2 separate regions of the Danio rerio genome follow, and region 2 is linked to region 1. Evidence: chromatin contacts called from public HiCAR-type data. All regions are on one chromosome and are shown on one strand. The core of a region is the stretch at or near the end of the contact, and the rest is flanking DNA. Distances in the headings are between cores, read along the strand shown.

Evidence for each region. HiCAR-type assays count read pairs that join an accessible place to other places.
Region 2: a contact with region 1 is called in a HiCAR-type map of caudal fin, with 2.6 times the contacts expected there. The contact joins two enhancer-like sites. A contact is called at or near these places in 1 of 18 Hi-C or Micro-C datasets (caudal fin) and 1 of 4 datasets of contacts at active chromatin or transcription factors (caudal fin).

The regions. Positions count from the first base shown.
Region 1 is chr3:38,304,913-38,309,013 of GRCz12tu, reverse strand. It overlaps arhgap23a (Rho GTPase activating protein 23a), which reads left to right. Exons shown (of 23, transcript XM_073944906.1): 4 at 843-935. Among named protein-coding and RNA genes, the nearest start is that of plcd3a, 57 kb to the right of the region's middle. Within about 2 kb of position 1,718, at least 6 of the 62 cell types and tissues checked have an H3K27ac peak or open chromatin away from gene starts, as enhancers often do. A contact at or near this core is called in caudal fin, where this site is marked.
Region 2 is chr3:38,363,584-38,367,684 of GRCz12tu, reverse strand. The region is part of intron 1 of arhgap23a (Rho GTPase activating protein 23a); the gene reads left to right. Among named protein-coding and RNA genes, the nearest start is that of arhgap23a, 35 kb to the left of the region's middle. Within about 2 kb of position 1,809, at least 18 of the 62 cell types and tissues checked have an H3K27ac peak or open chromatin away from gene starts, as enhancers often do. A contact at or near this core is called in caudal fin, where this site is marked.

The sequences.
Region 1 (4,101 bases), core at 469-2,968:
GATCAGCACATGCTTTGCTACCTCAACCTGTTTGTAAGCTGATACTGCCTGTCCTCATCTTTATCGTGCCATCATGAGATACTGGCATCACTATGAGCAAAACACATTCCTCAGTGCCAGTCTAAACATCAGTGAATGTGCTGCTGTACAATGATGTTAAGCATTCTGACTACTGAGAATTATGCTGCATAGTCATTTTTGTGTATTTAATTTGTTTTGTGAATTATTGTATTGTTGATTTGACATTATTGTTTCCATTATGTAATTCTCTGTACTGTTTTGATTTTTTTTAGATATCTTTAAAAATCCCATATCTGACACATTTATTAGCTCTGAACACTTTTGGTTTTGTGTTGTCTGGATAGATATACAGTATATATATATTATTAAACCTGTAAAAATATCATCAGTAGTGATTACAGAATAAAATTAAATGTAATTCAAGCTTTAATTTACAGCTAATGACAGATTTAAAATCACATCATTGACATTTTAAAAGCACAAATATAATTGAACAAATAACTAATGTATTAATTTATATTTAGAGAAAGCTCAAATAAAATGATTATATTTTTATTTGATATCAATCATCATGTTGTTTAGCCTGATTTTAGATCCTTTTAAGCTTCAACTGAAAAACATCTGATTACCTTTACAAAGAGTCGCATGATTTCAGATACTCATTATACGTCATACATTTTAATTGGCACCTAATCTGATCAGTAAATTTGATTTTGGTTCCAATATTTTCTATATAGCCTCAATTTTTTCATTCTGTCATTATACAGGTTTTGTTGGTCTATGGTTTTCAACAGGGTTGTGTGTTTGTGTGTATCTTGTAGGGCTTCAACGAAGTCGTCTGGAGCCCATGGACACAATTTTTGTGAAGAATGTGAGGGAAAAAGGCCCCGCTCACCTGGCTGGCCTGTGTACAGGTAAAAAAAAAAAGAATGTGTGTGTGTACAGTACAGCTATGAAACATCTGTATTTGCAGCTGGGAATTGATTGCCATGCAGGGACAGTTTTTACTTTTACAATGTCAGTTTTTATAGTCATTGATTCTAATTTTGTTCTCTTTCATAATAAATATTGTACTTAAAGGATTAGTTCATAAAAAATTAAACATTTTGTAATTAGTTACTCACACCTTCATGTCATACTTATTCCCTGAGAGCTTTGTTCATCTGCAGAAAACAAATTAAGATATGTTCAAAGTCCAGAAAAGCAACCAAAAACATTGTCAAAACAGTCCATGTGACTTCAGTGGTTCAGCTGTACTCATACAAAGCTACAGTGTAGCTGTATATAGATATAAGCTATATAGATATAGATATAAGCTAACAAAGTTGTGATTGATTGGCAATTTTGTTGAAGCATTAAGTTTGAATACATTCAGTGGACAAGCTCCAGACCCATTTTTACACCTACAGTATTTAGTGTTTTCGCTTGTAATCCGATTGTCAAAAACAAATCAATACCAGGTATACACGGGAACGTAGCTCACAAAACCCTGCAGTTCAACAGAAATTCCAAGTAACTGTTGTTGGAATGCTTTTTATTCTTAGGTTTACACGTGTTTGTTTGCAGTGCTTGTTTGTGTGTACATGTCTTTGCGTGCTTAATGATTTTTTGCTTTGATTACACTCAACACAGTGGACTCGTGCATACATACATGAACTCTTGTTCAGACTTGCCTGCTAAAGTCAATGCTGGAGCGGTTCTTCTTCAAAGCTGTCACAGATTCACAGGAATGCGACCTATGATGCCGCTGATACGGCATGACGCACTCGGTCATGCTTCCTGTTTGCTTATCATGTCAGCTGACTTAAATCAGCCAAACCCAGAGTATTTCTGCTGTTGACAACCGCAAGAACCGAATAAGTTTTGATTAGAGAGATAAAGTAATGCAGAGTGATGTGTTTACATACAGGTATAAAATCCTCAGTTGTGGTATATGGTTTGTTTTCAACTAAACACTCCCAGCATGACAGAACGAGGCTCACTATATTTTATGTGTGCTTGTGTGTGAATATTGGTTTTGGTGTTTTAAAAGTAGGGATGTCCCGATCATTTTTTTTGCCCTTGAGTCTGAGTCATTTGATTTTGAGTATCTACCGGTACCGAAACCTGATCCGATACCATTCACGCCTGCTGTTCTCATGTAAACCCACCAAAGGCCATTGATGACTGACTGTTTGACTGACTGACCGATCGACTGACCCACCCTCCTCCTTCCCTAAACCCAACTAATTGTATCGATTGACCCACCCACCCACTTTCCTAAACACAATCAACAATTTTAAAAGCAATCCAGAAAAAGAAAAGCCCTAGTCTGAGTTTTACCACGTTTTCAGATTACCATATTCTTACCCTGTTATTTTTTTTTTGGATTCTGTTTTTGTCTTACCTGCTTTCTGAAACCATTCCTCACCAGACTCGAACCCCGTCGTCGTGGTCAACTCCACTGCGTCTCAAGTCTGCAGATGAAAATGGCAAGCTAATGAGACAAACTGGTAACAACGGGAAAGCCCTCTATAGTGTGGAGATAAGCAGTCAGCTGGTAAGGGCAAAAAGGAACGGGGTCATACTGCCCCGTAGCCTTCATTTAAAAAAATTAAATGCAGCCATATGTAGCTCTGGCTACATAATTCTCAATCTCCAGAAACGTATATAGAGCTACGTTTTTAGAATGAGCCCATGTTGTAATTATGTAGCCAGAAGTACGTATGGCTGCATTTGGTTTTTTAAAATGAATGCTGCGGTGCGGTATGACACCCCCAACATATGACTTGAGACACAGTTAGGGGTTGACCGTGGCGGTGGGGTTCGAGTCCAGCGAAAGCAGATAGGGATGCACCGTTATAGATTTTTTGGCCGATAACGGATAACGCTTCAGACTTAAGGGCCAATAATTATAAATTGCCGATAATTATAAATATTTCAAAATGTTATATTTTTATACAGCAAACTTAAAAAGATTGAACTGCTCTTATGAATGGAATAATCTATACTCTAAGCAAAAAAGCAAAAAAAATTTAAACATAGCAAGGTGATTATATAGCCCTATATTCACAATTACACATAAATCAGCATGCAAAAAATAAATCATTTCCTTTTCTTCATTGCAAATTTTCATGCAACTTGACTGTTGCATAAAAATAATAGGTTAATTAACAAAATGGGATTTAATCAACAAGCAAATTAAATATATTTTAAATAAGGACTAAATCCAGCTCAAATGTTCTTGAATAAAACCTGTTACAGTTAAGTACATATGAACAAATATGTCATGTCTGAAAAAGCCTTTTTAGAGGTGTTTTGACAGTTCAGAGTCACCGTACAAGCGAAAAGCTCAATACAGAGAGTATTACTTTAAAATGTGGCATAGATTCATCCTATTTGGCGTTTTAGATACTTTTGAACACATGTAGCTGCTGTTTGTCGACCTGACAACGCTTCTCTGTTCGTTCTTGCTGTCAATTGCGGGACAAATGATCGATGAAAAGTTTATGATAAACCGCTGTGAGTTTCACTCAACTGCGGACACAGATTTGCCCTCAGAGTCAAATTTTGATTCAACACCTGATCATTGAGCTCAGATGAGTTTATGACAAACACTGAGCATAATATAAAGATGGCGTGTGTGTGTGTGTGTGTGTGTGTGTGCGTGTGTGTGTGTGTGTGTGTGTGTGTGTGTGTGTGTGTGTGTGTGTGTGTGTGTGTGTGTGTGTGTGCGGTGACGGCTCTCACGCGCGCTCATTATAATCAATATCAATATTCCGATCAAACTGAATACAATATATATATATACAATACATAACAAATAATCATATTAGATTACAAACAACTGTTATGTTCATATGTGTTGTAAAATGTGCGGGTCCTTTAAGGGGCAGGGCTGCAGTGTGAAGCGGAGAGGGAGAGAGACAGAAAAGAGGAGCAGATTTTTTTTCGCAAGGAGACTATTTTCAGTGATATTCCCTCTTTGGTCACTGATTTTGTTGTAAGACACGGAGAGTGATGAATAATTGGGCCAAACTACATGTGTCCTCTTTCATTCATCAGTTGCAACAAAAAGAGAAGGGAGTAAACCCCGAAACT
Region 2 (4,101 bases), core at 560-3,059, 59 kb before region 1:
AACCGGTTATTGTGCCATGCCTAATGTGAAGTGCCATCTGAAATGAGCATAATTCAAAATGAGCACATTTATGCTTGGTTATTTCACTTTAAAGCAGGGGTGCCCAAACTTTTACTTATAATGGGCCAAAGACCTAACTTGATTGAGGGATGTGGGCTGAATATGTACCAAATCGAATATATCACATTCTGCCTGATTTCAGGAGAAAACGCAAGTATTTTACGTTTTGTCAGTTTAGTGGGTAATTCGTATGAGTTCAGTCATTTGAAATTGTGCGTTTTTAAAAAGGAGGCGTGGCACCAAATCCCAGCCCTAAACCCAACTGTCATTGGAGAATGAGCAAACTGTACCAAATGTTATGAATTAGATCGTACAAATTTATACGAATTAGCCACTTAATGAAAAAGTTTCGAGTTGCCATAAGATTGTTGTCACATTGTATAACATTCAATTAGCCATTTCTTTATTTATACACTAATATTTAAAAATAACTTGAAAATGTTGCTTTAATTTATATTAGCTAATGCAGTGTTGTTTATAATTTATAAAACTTATATTGAACTTTTATAATGAACTGATTATTACAGTAAAAACATAAACAATCTCATTTATACCCCAATGGAGTTTATTGCTGAAAACTCTAGTTGACCTGCGCCTGCCTTTGCCTCGATTTGTTCACCGATGTCTTGTTCATTGCTTTTTGCCATGTGACATTGTTTACTTTTTAAAAGTCTGATTTCAGTTGACTTTTGTAGCTCAGCAATAAAACAAAGAAAGCAAGAGTTACGTTAAAATCAAAATAAGGATCTCTGTCTTTCACCACAACCACATCTCCATCATTGTCCCTCTCTTTTCAGATGGGATGGTGGGACAAATCAAAGGTTACCATGAGCTATCTTTGGCCTGCAGGCCCTACTTTGGGCATCTCTGCTTTAAAGGGAGTGAAAATAACTTATTCTTTGCCATAGAAGTTAAATTACTGAGCTCACACACACGAGCCTGCAGAGAATTCTCATTTTAGAAGAAAATTTCAAAGGTCTCTTAGAGGCTTTACACCTGAACTCTTCATATGGGTGTGTGTGTATCAACATATGTAAATTTGTCCCTTCTTTAAATTTACAAATAAACGGTTGCACTTCGAAATTAGGCAAAAGAATTAGGAGTTACTAACGAAGTTTAAATAAGAAATAATTCACATTCTGCAAGTGAATTTATCGCTAATCTTATAAGTAAATTACAACAATCATGTGACCTTTTGTACAGACAGTCAGATGTTTTTCTTTTTACTGACCTCATTATGGATGGATACAAAGAGACACGGAAAGAGGAAGGATTGTATGCATGGATGGAAAGGTAGCCTAATAGATCTCCTTTTAGACGACGGAGATGAGGTATGTTCATTAAGAGCGATGCAGCATTTCGATTGGCCAGACTGATACAGCAGGGAGCGTTTTACATCCTCCCTCATCTCATGCCAGTTTAATGCTTCTGAGTCCAGGAAATTATGCGGTGAATCAGGAATTGACGAATCATGATCCATGACGCTTCAAATTTAGAAAAGCTTCCTTTCTGAGAAGCTCAATAGTCAGGGCGGGACGAGATGACACACACACACATATACACACGCCCTCTGGTAGCAATTTACAGTAACAGAAGAGGGAGAATAAGAGCAATGATGAAATATAATCAAGCATTTTTACTCATCAGAAGCACAAATGTGGCTTCCTGTGACAAATACAGCTCTGAAATACACTTCTGCTTCAATAACTCCGCTCCACCCTTCAGATATTGCTGACTCATGGGATTGAAATGCAGAGGCGCAGTGCGAGACATGTGTGAGCACAGTATGCGGCTATTCACTATAGTATTGTTGGGACTGTATTTGAAGAATGACGGCTGTAGGCTTTGGATGTTGAATGCTGATTTTCAGATGGGCGTTGGCCTGCGCCGCTGCTCTCAGAGGACCACAGCACTCCCATAATGGCTGCTTATTGATTTCTCTCTCTCTTTCCTTCTCCCTCTGTGTCGGTCTGTATAACCTAAAGTGAACCTGACGAACCATTAGTCGAGCTCATGTTAGCCATTTGACTGTCTCGGTCGCCTGCAGTCACTCCAGTGAACTGTGTTTGATAGGAATAACCATGACAGTGACCCAGTGACCCTGTCCACCCATACTAGCAGCTCTTGAGATTGATGAGCGCATTATTTATTCATTTATTCACTTGAGTTTTATTTGAGTAAGTCTGCTCTCAAAGAATTTAGTTTGTTGTTTGTTCAAGCTACTTATTTAAAATGGGCTGAAACAACACAAGTTTTTTGAGACAACTTAATTATTTTATGTTCACTTGACTTGAATTTGTAAAAACTAATAAGTTAACTTAATTCCTTCATATTGTCCCAAAACAAATCAATTGTTTTTTTTTACAGTGTAATAAAAGTAAAGTACATTGTTTCGCTTTAATTTATACAAATAAGTCCATTGCGCCGAATAAGCCAACATAATTGTATCCATATATTGATGTTTTGTTTTCACAAAAGTGATTTGAAACAATTGTAATATACAATATGCTTCATATGTTTTCGCACATACTTTAACTTAAAATGCAAACACCAAAATGGGATATTTCAGCTTTGTTTTTTGCTATTTTAGATTATTCCTACTAATTATTTTACTGTGAAAATATTTACATTCTCATACATTATTATGAGATGGCATATTAGTGCATGTGTCTTTAAAAAAACAAATAAATATATGGCCCAGTGTACATCTGGCGTCTGTTCTTTGTATCTCACTTGAAAAATTTAAGATGATTTGACAGATCCTGGATCTTTTAATCCTGATAACTGATCTCTGGATAATTTGTTTCTTCAATTATGAAATATGACACGCAATAACTTTCCACATTTGTTGTGAGCTGCAGGCTTTACACTTTCATGTGTCGAGTATTCATCATGTATTTCAATGCAATGTATTTAGTTCTACATTTAGAGAAGAGTTTCTTTATCATAGTAGTAGCCTACTCAAGTTTTTTAATTGGCATAAGGACTAGTTTTAATCAGATTAATCAGATTTAATTTGATTAAATTATTTTTGCATCAAAAAAGCTATTTGATATTGGTAAAGGTGTCTGCAACTTTTGCGAAGCATCAAATCACCGGCATATTAGTGGTCACAACACGTGCATGACTGCATAAATTATTATCCTTTTAAAAAAAAGTTGAATAGTGTACATGTATGCGTTGGTATTTAAACAGTTCATATCAATTTTTTTTCTTTAAACCACCAGGTGGCAGTCTTTGTACTTTTAATTCAGAGTGCAGATTGCGTAAGTTTTATTAATATATATATATATAAACTTTATATATAGTTAAAAATATAAATTTACTATTTTCCCAAGTGTATATAACTACTGTAAGAAAATATCAGCATTTGGTACACACTTTCATTATCATTTTTGCTTAAACTGACCCAATTTAATCCTGTTTATATGAAATGATCCTGCTCCCTAGCAGGTTTGAGCTAACAATACTGTTGCTGTGACAACAAGTCTCAGATGAGTTTTGAAGAACGAAACGATCCTGGATTGTGTCAAATCATCAATAACCAAATCCAGCTAGTTGAGTAATCCATGTATGAGGAACAGACCCCTGATATAATGGTGACACTAAATAAAACACAAAAAGTTTAAATTGGATGTATAAGTCACAAGAGATGTGTTTGATTGCATGTTAAAAGAGATGTCTCTGTATCCCTGCTGTGATATAAAAGTTAAATGTCATTATATCAAGCTGCTTGAAGTACCAAATTGTACTGACACTATACCAGGGGTTACAGTATATAGATGGTGAACAGGGTCAAACACATCATCATAGTAGCACATGAATAAATAAAATATAACAATACGACATAATAATAATAAAAACAATAAAAATGAACAATAAAACATAACATTCACTAACAGTAAAAGAAATTGTTTATCGTTAGATTAAAAAGAAATTGTAATCCCGTTAAATCATAGATGTATTGGACTTTTGAGAATTTCACCATAAATTAAATATTAAATAAACTAAATTAAACAATATTACTATTATGACATGCAG